Linked DNA regions of Danio rerio: region 2 is linked to region 1. Evidence: chromatin contacts called from public HiCAR-type data. All regions are on one chromosome and are shown on one strand. The core of a region is the stretch at or near the end of the contact, and the rest is flanking DNA. Distances in the headings are between cores, read along the strand shown. Region 1 holds the start of rasef2 (RAS and EF-hand domain containing 2). Region 2 holds the start of znf710a (zinc finger protein 710a).

Region 1 (5,316 bases), core at 1,501-4,000:
CTTAAGGAGAACAAAAAAAACTGTCTATTTAAAATGTGCATCTACAGGCTTTTACAGAAACTAAATTTGTGGCACTTTAAGCTTTACAATGAATGCCTGTACACTTGTATATATTCACAGCCCCTTTAATCAGATGCAAACTTTAAATCTACATTATAATTGTCTTTGTTACATTCAACAGAACTCCTTCAGAAATAATGTTCATAGATGAGTTAAAGTATTCAAAATTTATCATGGTAGTTTGAAGCAAAGGTTGAAAGTCATCGAAGCCAAACAAGACCACTGAAGCAATTGCTGATGAGAAACAAGTGTAATGTGGCACGAAAACAGCAGAGCTTTCATAATGAAATAGACCTCTTCATGATCACGTGGGGAAGCAGCAGCACTGTTTTATCATTCAAAATACATTTTAGAGTTATAATGCTGCTCTCTGTTGTATAATAAAATGCACTTTAGTGTTTCTCTATTTTCTATAAAGCCAAACAAGAAATTAAGGATGTATGATGTTATTAGCATGACAACACAGTGTCACTAACTAAAACAGCTTTTTTTACTGAATGTAACATTCTTGTAAACATTTGGGGTAAGTGTTTAAGTCAGTAAAATGTTTTAACACTTTATTTTTTTTTTACATTAAAAAAAAAAAAAGAAAAAAGCTACACGTTGTGCCTTTAAACTGCATTGAGAACTCTTTGACCACATCAATCTAAAAGTCAAACCAACCAAACGATTTTTGAATCAATGGCAAACCCCCTTAAATTCTCCCCTCACCTCCGCAGACTGGTCTCAAGCTGTTCACTCTCCATTCTGTGCTCTCTGATCTCAGTCACAAGAGCCCTGATGAGATCCTCAAACTGCTGCAGTAACAGCTCATCTGATGTAGAGTGGATCCCTTCATACAACTCACTTAGTGCATCCCACTGTCTGCAGACATGAGAAGGGGGGGGGGTAAAAAAAAAAAGAGGCTGAATGAAAAAACAACAAGAATACATAAAAGAAAAAAAAAGAAAAAAATTACTAAAATCACTTTAAATGTTGACTATTGCATACACTGTATACTTTCGAAGGGACAAAAAAGGTTTCTCATTGACAGGAACTATTCAGACCCTAAAAAAGCAAGCTTAGTTATTTGCAAAACATTTTTTTTTTTGCTCTGGCATTGTTAAACATTGACACCAATCATTCTTCTAAGAGCACAGTTTAGCCAAATATGTAAATGTGCCAAACACTTTCCTTTCAGTAGCGAAAATGGCATGGATGTGTCTGTACAAGCTCTGCAATTTCTTGACCTAATGTCAACAGGGGTGGTTTTTAAAATCATCCTAATGACAGCTTGATTAAAATGTTGAGACTAGATTATGTAGATCTAGCTTCTATGTGAGATGTAATAACATTACTGTACAGAATAGCTGTCTCAAAAGAGCAATTCCATGCAAATGTCAACCTTGCAATGAAAATTATGTTTTGATCAAAATAGTGAAACCCTTCTTAAGTCTTTTTTTTTTTTTTTTTGTAGGCTTGTGTTTTGCAGTAGTGTAATAATACTCAAATGTCACCGTTTTTAAACAATAATCTTTGATTTACCAAAGTCACAAGTGGCAAATGTAAAACAAAATTAAATCAATTTTTGTTTTATAGAGAGCCAACTATTATCCTTTTAATTAGCATCGTTTAATTTGGGTTTTGCAGTTTAATTCACAGAATTTCTACATAGCATGTTGTATGTGTATTGATGTGTGTCTGATCACTTATCTCTGTGGTTAGTTGCTTTAGAAAAAAATAAACATGCTTTAATACATGTTCACATACTTTCTCGGTGGATTTATGTTTTAAGATTTTACTGCAAAAGTCTCATCCATAACGCTGGAATAGGTTATAGTAGGCCTATATAGCAGTTAATTAATTTGCCAAAAACCCAGAAAAAAAATAATAAATCTACACTTTCAAATTATGAAACTAGAAAATCTGACATCATAACCTTGTTTTCAATGTTCAAGGTAACGTTAGCATTAACTACACTAAAATAAATCACGGTGTTCACTTATTAACGAAGCCAAAAACAAAAAAACAAAAACTGACTAGTGTGCCTACAAAATATATTTTAGGAAGTTTATTGCCTTAAAAATTTTAAAATTAAGCTATCGCCACTGACCCAGTTAGACTGATTAGATTAACACTTTTCTAGTTTGTTAGTAAATGTTGCTTAAAAATTGTGATTTTGAACTTTACAATTGAACACACACCTTCCCAAATAAAAGGCCACATCTCCGTCCAGCGTGTTTTCAAACTCATCCCAAGCTCTTCTCTGACTATGCAAACAGTTTCCCAACGAAGCCAGATTGAGGGCTTCCGAAACTTCCTGAAAGCTTGACGAAAAGTCGTTAAAATTGATATATCCGTCTCCGTCCAGGTCAAACTTGTTGAATAAAGTCCTGATGTCGTCCGCGGGGACATTAAGCTCTCGGCAAACAGTAGTGAAGTCCTCATACTCGACTCTTCCTGACTGATTCCCATCACATGCTGCGAAGAGTCTTCTGAGCTCAGCGTGGTTCATCTTTCCACTCGACGAGGACAAAAGATTGAAAAAAAAAGTTATTCACACCCGTGTTATAAAGATACCACTCCAGATAGAACAGGCTGAAGTGATAAAACGAAAAGATGAAAAGACGAAAGCGTGAAGAGAAATGAACGCGAAGCTATCGTGGTCCGACATGTACATCACCAACAGGTGCGCCGAAAGCTGAAGCTAAAATCCGACGCAGGTTAGTTGAAGGCTTAAGTGATTGGATGATCGCTCATTAGCTATCTCGCCGTGTAACAAGTTGAACTCTTTTAGTGTGTTATTGGATAGCAGTGGAGGTGGTAGGCGTGCTTGAGTAAAAAACCAGCCCATAACACTTGTCTCTCAGCCTGACCATGAGAACAAATAGATTGTCAAACCAGCCCATATACTGAAACCCATCAGTTACTTTTAGGATAATCTAGGAATACTAAAATGATAGCATAAGAGGGTACTTACATAATAAACTTGTGAGTAATTTGTGTTGCTTTTCATAAACAGTGCTGGTACGACAGTTGTAGTCTGGTTATGCTAAAAATTCTATTTAACAAAAACCTTATAATTATGTATGAGTTTTAGATTACTTTTAACTTGCTTACTTTATATGTTATAAAAAGAATTTATTTCACGCAAATAGCTATACAGGAACAACACATGGCCATAATATTCAAAGCAAAATAGGCTAATTATTAGACACTTAAGACATTTATTCCCACTGCCATTGTTTTTTTTAAATAGGATTTTTTAAAGTGTATTTATGTGTTGTTTGTGTGTGAGCCTGTCTAAAGGCATTTTTCTAACCCCTGTGGGATAGACAGTGAAGCTCAGTGAATTGAATTGAGCTGAACTGAACTGAACTGAACTGAACTGAACTGCACTGAATTGAATTGAACTAAATTGAATCGAATGGAATCAAATCGAGTTGAATTAGGTAGACATCAAAATTTATGAGGAAAAAAATTATGAAAATTTTGATGAGAACATTTTGTAATCCAATGAACATGTACATGTACAGTGATTAATTTTCTTTTCAGCTTAGTCCCTTTACCAATCCGGGGCCTCCACAGCGGAATGAACCACTAACCTATCCAGTACATTTTTTCTTACGCAGTGGATGCCCATCACTGGGAAACATCCATACACACTCATCCACACTCATACACTTTGGACAATATAGCCTACCCAATTCACCTGTACTGCATGTCTCCGGAGCACCCGGAGGAAACCCACGTGAACGCAGGGAGAACATGCAAACTCCACACAGAAATGCCAACTGACCCAGCCGAGGCTTGAACCAGCGACCTTCTTGCTGTGAGGTGACAGCACTACCTACTGTGCCACTGTGACGCCAGTGATCAGTTATTAAAAACTAAAAGCAAAACAAAAATTATTTTAACTTCAAACAACTTAAAAATGCTATAGTGTAAAAACCTGATTAATTTGCTACACATATACTTTTTAATAATTTCCTGGTTTCTCATTATGTATTATGTAGAATATTTACAATATAGTTTTTCTGATGCACCTGATGTTGTCAAATTAGTGTTTATTGCATTGGTGTGAGGTGTTTCTATAATGATGTTTAGCTGTGTGAAAAAACTGGGGAGATTCTTTTGGTTCATCACATGACTTTCTTGTCAACACAAATTTATGTTTACAATGTAGAGTCCTCTCTCCACTAACATTGCATTGCACCTTTGGTAAATATGAGTTAAGAATTATGTGAAAGATGCTTTGCTATGTTTGCCATGCCTTTTGATCTTTTGCTCCAAAAAAAAAAAAAAAAAAATGTAAACACATGAGTTTGTTTGTGGAAAGTAGAGACTTATTTTTGTGAAAGCCTTTTCAACAATCTGAGACGATGTAAGTGATGACGAATTGTAGTTCTGGAGGCTTTCTAATTGGAAGACTTAAATAACTGACGTTGTCCACTTGAACCCTCCCCTTAAAGGTGTGTTGGGGCAAAATAGACACCTGCGGCTCTGTCTTCCATAGTGATTCATAAAATGTGTAGTTGACTGTAATTTCTTAATTTTTGCTCTGTAGGTGCAATTGGACATTTTTACATTTTTTTCTTCTTACAGCCAAATCCCAACAACTTACAGATGTAAATCCCAACAAACTTTTGCTATATTCTTATCTACTGTGATAAATAAGTGAGTTTGGCCTGTGTGTTTACAGCCTCAGTTTCACAACAGAAAATAATTGGTTGAAAAAAAAATCTATTTGATTATTCTTTAAAATGTTTATATAAATTCAAAATGACTATAATTGAGGCACATTTATTTATTTACTTATTGATATTATTTGCATTTGTTAACTTATATGTTAGCTTCGCTCACTCATGAACAAACCCCCAAGATACTTGAACTCCACCAGGGGTATGGACTTTCTTTCAACCTGGAGATGGCAAACCATTATGGCCTCGGAATTGGAGGTGCTGATTCTCATCCCAGCCACATCACACTTGGGAGCAAACCTCCACAGTGCATGCTGAAGGTCCATGTTTGATGAAGCCAACAGAACAACATCGTCTGCGAATAACACAGATGAAATTCTGTGGTCGCAGAACAGGCGGATTGGTGCAGCGGCAGCAATAATGTGGTCGATGTATAGTCCGTTGTGGTAAAGAAAGAGCTGAGCCGAAAAGCAAAGCTCTCAATTTACTGGTCAATCTATGGCCCTACTCTCACCTATGGTCATAAGCTTTGGTCGATGACTGACTGGACATTTCCTAGTGATGGGTTGCAGCTGGA
Region 2 (5,316 bases), core at 1,686-4,185, 280 kb after region 1:
TATTGTAAATACAGTCATACCGCAATAGTAATTTTTTTCAATATTACCGTAGGCACATGACTCAATAAAACTATATTTCTGAGAAAAGTTTGCTTAGCGGAATGAAGCGAACGGGAGGTAGCGGGAACTACAATTGGCCTCAGCCTAGGCTTGGCCATCATCCTTTGCGGTCTGTTGTCACTACAGATCCAGTAATGCGGAAATGGAGTGTGTTGCTAGTAGCGGGGAAGAAAAAGAGCTGGAAATGATCGAACCTAAAGCGGGTTTTAAATCGGATGTGTGGAAGCATTTCGGTTTCTTTCTAAAAAGATACGAAAAAGGAAAAAAGGTGACAGACAAAGAAAAAACAGCAGTGCAATGCACAACGTCACAGAAACCTCAGTCCCAAATGAAAGGTTTTTTTTTTCTGTTTCAGGGGACATGCCGAGAGATCCCAGCTTTTACAGATTATAGTTATATGATCATTTTCCTTAAAAAACCCATCTCTATCTAAGTGAGTGAGTGATTAAATGTTGAATGTGATGAGTTTTCAACAATACTAAATTGAAACTTAATTTTTTTTTTATGGTTTAATAGTTTTTTGTTATTAAAATTGAAAAATTGAAGCTCCTGTTTTAAAACTTACAGATAGATGGTTAATTTGTATGTCATTTATATGTTCAGTGCTAAGGTAAATAAACACTTTTGGCACTTTTTTCGAGTCTTTTCATTAGTTTTGTTTTTCCTGTAAATTATTCAATAAAGACAGTACCGTGCCAGAAAGACAGTATTCATACCGAGGTATTATCGTACCGTGAAATTCTGATACCATTACATCCCTACTATCCAGCATAACTCAGTTGTAACGAGTGGTTATTTGAGTTACTGTTGCCTTTCTATCACCTGGAACCGCTCTGGCCATTCTCCCCTGACCTCTGGCATCAACAAGGCATCTGCGCCCACAGAACAGCCGCCTACTGAATATTGTCTCTTTTTTTTTCGACCATTCTCTGTAAATATTACATAATGTTCATGATTTTATGTCATATTCTAATGTTTTGTGGCATAAAAGAAAAATGTATAAGTTCCCCATCCAAAATAAGACTTTTTGTCTTAGATTTGTAGTTCAGGGTCACAAATGCACATTGCGAAAAGTATTTTCTTCCATTTTGTAATGTTTATTCAAGTAACTCAGCTTCTCAAACAAGCAATAAAATGTAGGGAGGGACTTTATTTTGTCAGTAGGGAATTAATTGGATTGTTGGATCAATACTGTTTGATACTGCTGTGAACTCATGTGATTGACAGGTTGTTCTGCCTTTGAGCAAGAAAATGCAAGAGGGACAGGATGTTATTTTGATTAAAGAGTTGCACAAGAAATTCAATTACAAACTGGGAATCTTGATTTCCGGGTGACTGTAAATTATGAGTTGTAATAACGCAACTATGGGAAAAAAACTGAACTGCGCCACAAACATTTGGACAGCTGATGACGCTGATCTCCATCTGGAAGCTCTTTTATGTGCTGTTCCACACATGTAAGACATCAGCTGAACTTTATTACTCACCCTCTGAACTTCCACCAGCACCCTGTTTGTGTGTTCGGTGGGGAGCGGCTCTGTTACATAAACTGCACGAGTACAGAATTCCAGAAATTCCTGCTGGAGAAACAACTATATGATCCCAAAAGAAGGAGTTACAGCAAATGACGACAGAACTGACTCAAAGCACGCAGCTGATCCATCAACAGGCCGGACACACAGCCATTACAAAACCTTTAGGCTGTCATTTCCTTTTAACAGAGTATCAGAGGCCTGGACTGTCTCACTGCACTCATGGGAAAGTCAGGATAGGAAATGATCTAAACCGCCATCAGCAAGACAAAAAAGCATCATGATAATACAAGTCTGATCATCTCTGAGCGTTTCTTAAGACGTGATCTCATCAAATCACTGAAAGTGAGAAACTGTGAAGGGTCTGGCAATACATTTGATCTGGAACAACATTATTGATAGCTGTAATTATCTGCATGTTTCTTCCCATCCAGATACAAGAGAGAAACATGAAAAAAAGCTCTTGCAAACTTTGATGCAGAGGTTAAATGAAAGACAGACGGAGTGTTCTACAGCCATCTAGTGGCAAGTGAAGTGTAATAATCTTGGCGTGAGATAAGCCGTGAAACAGAAAAACAGAAAGCCATATACTGTTCATATATGAAACATAATAATCATTTTTATACACAGTATAAGTTATTAAACTCAGAATATCATAAGCATGTAACACAGGATAATGATTATTCTGTCAAGCTTTATTGAAACTTTGAGAATATTTCATATTTTAAAGTTTGTCTGACACTTCATTTGAATGAATGAATGAATGAATGAATGAATTAAATAAATAAATAAATAAATAAATAAATAAATAAATAAATAAATAAATAAATAAGCCAAGTTATTACTATTTGAGCTCCTGAGTAGACCAAAACACCATCTTGTGGATACAAGTGTCCTTGCATTGCTTTTAAGTAACATGACTATAATTTAGCCATTTGTACTAATACACAATAACCAGAGTTTTAAACGCGACAGAATTGATTTAATTTATTATAAATAAATAATATCAAAGCTAATCCTTTCAAAACAATGAAATAATTTGTAACTCATTTTGCACTGCTCACCTTGCAGTGCAGTATCTGTCGTATAGAGGGCAGTGGCTCACATAAAACGTCAATTCCCAATTGTTTTACTAAATTTGAAACTCATCTCAAATATTTGTAGTATATTACAGAACATGTAAAGACAAACTTGAACATCAATATTCTTACTTGAATGTCACTTTCCTGTCTGTGGATATGCCTTTGCCTTTGCTACAGGTGGAAAGCTGTGCTATCGAATTATCAAACGACGCCGGGTTAACTCCGTTAATTTGTGATAGCCTACCTGAGGTTTTCAGAGGCGTGCCCGAGCCAAGATGGCGGAAAGCTACCTGCTGCAGATGGTAAATAATTTTGCTGATTTATTTCACGTTGATTGTTGTTTTCTCATTAGTTATAGTGTTCATTTAAAGGTAATAATGCAAACATTGATATTTAGAGAAAATCAGCATGTCAATAATGTTGAGATTATATGTGCTCACAGTTGTTTGACAACTTACCTTTTTTTTTGTCTACAAGTTTAATATATGTCCAAATTACTCACTAAGGCCAACAGCTTGACTGAAATTAGGCCAAGTTTAGTTGAGATGAAATCGTTTGAATTACTTGTATGCACATTCATTTCAATGTCAAAAATGTTAAAACTTTTTTGTTGTTGTCTGGATAGAAGAGTAGTACAAAAACCAAGACCACAATCTTTAAGGATTAATTGCAGATACATTGAGGTAAAGTTGGATTATTCACACATTTGGATTTTCTTCTTGAAAATAAAATTTCAGATAAGTATTTATTGCTAATTCTAAATAGTGAAATCATATTATTAGCCAATGACTATCAACGTGGAACATTTACAATCAATAAAAGTGTTGTTTTGAAGTCATACTTCCATGTGATAATAGACTATTCAAAGTACCATGGTGAACAATAAAGAGAGCACGTCACAAGTTGTCACTAAACGAATGTGCAAATAAAACCCAACTTTACCTCAATTGCAGATATTGCGGTATGTCATTAGGTGAGCATCTCTGTCCCTGTCCTTTTAAATATCTATAGTTGTTAAATAATGCTTTAAAGGCTTAACAAACATGTTTTCAGTTACGGTATAAGCAAGAAAGTCAAGACTCCTCCAGAGGTTTACAGTACATCATCAATCTGTGACACGTTTGGTGACGGTGCACTACATTCACTCACAGAAATGAAATGGGGGCTGGCAAATAAAAACAATCTCTAGCATTGATTTTGATAATGGCTTTCTTGAAAAGAAAAATGAAAAATAAATGAAAATGGTGGTGACGATGGAAAGTCTTGGTTCGATGTTGTCATGCTAAATGTGTCAAGCTGTACTTCTATGGTTTCTTGGGTTTACCAGTAATCATAGAAGAAGCCCTAGTGCTGGATGCGTGGCTCAAAACTTCTGATTTTGGCAAAATTTTATCAGAGGTGAAATTGATTGCATTGGTCATTAATTGGATCTTGTCAAACTGTCAATAGCTATGTTTCCATCCAGTTATTTTTATGCACATTTTCGATATGCGCATAAAAACAGTTGATGAAAACGCCATGATGTGCATACATTTTAAAAATGTGCATAAAAAAAAACATATGTGCAAAACTGAGTAGGATAAACTTTTTAATTGACAAGAAAAGATGCACATAAACTGCGATGGAAACACTTTTAGCTCAAATTCCAGTATGCGCATTAAAAAAAGTCATGTAATTTTTTTTTAAATGTTAAGAATGTTACTATTAACTACTATTTTGTGCTTCTGTAGGTTATGAATAAAATATAGTCATTATAATACTTTTTTAAAAAATGAATTAGATTTTTGAAAATCGCCAAGCAACCCCAGCTCATTGTCTCGCGACCCCCGCTTTGGGAACCACTGATTTAAACCACTAGGAAAGCTTGGGTTGAAATGCTGGGTCAAATATGGACAAAGCTAACTTAATTATATTTAACATAAACTAACCAAACATTGGGTTTGTCCACATAGAGAGTAGTTTTTTTTTTTTTTTTTTTACCCATGTGTCAACTTGATCACCTATTCTTTTATGTGCTTGCGCCTTTATTATAATAAATACAAATCATAATAAGTAGTTTCTGTTACACACAATGACATTTAAATATTATTTCACATACATTGTGACATTTTATGAAAATTTATAAAGTTTTCTTATGTTCATTTGTTTTTTTTTTAATGTATACTTTTGTCAATTTACTTTGATGAAAATGAGAAGTCTCCACTTTGACCCATCTCTTATGCTACAAATTAGGGCTGTGCGATTAATCGCAAGCTTATCGCAAGAGGCTGCGCTATGGAATATATTTGTATGATTTAATTTCCCCAAGCAAATGCGTGACTGCCATCTGTGTGTGACAGTCTTACTAGCCAATTGTGTGAGCACACTTTCATTCTGCCCAATCACAATATTCCAATCTGCCTCTTATCAGTCATTTTAGTTTGCTTAGTGTTCTGTATTTTTAGAATTATTATTATTATTATTATTTCGTTTTATATATATATATATATATATATATATATATATATATATATATATATATATATATATATATATATATATATATATATATATAAAGCTACATTATCTCCCTATAATTTGAGTTGAACTTGTTCACAGAACGGTGAGTTAATTTTATTTGGATGTACTGCTTGCTCTTGAGA

Evidence for each region. HiCAR-type assays count read pairs that join an accessible place to other places.
Region 2: a HiCAR-type map of caudal fin shows a contact between it and region 1, with 12 times the contacts expected there. The contact joins the promoter of znf710a here to the promoter of rasef2 in region 1. A contact is called at or near these places in 1 of 18 Hi-C or Micro-C datasets (caudal fin) and 1 of 4 datasets of contacts at active chromatin or transcription factors (caudal fin).

Annotation. Positions count from the first base shown.
Region 1 is chr18:27,197,968-27,203,283 of GRCz12tu, forward strand. It overlaps rasef2 (RAS and EF-hand domain containing 2), which reads right to left and starts at 2,751. Exons shown (of 17, transcript NM_001089427.1): 1 at 2,244-2,751; 2 at 772-924. The coding sequence starts at 2,554.
Region 2 is chr18:27,475,127-27,480,442 of GRCz12tu, forward strand. It overlaps znf710a (zinc finger protein 710a), which reads left to right and starts at 2,936. Exons shown (of 5, transcript NM_199792.1): 1 at 2,936-2,976. The coding sequence starts at 2,974.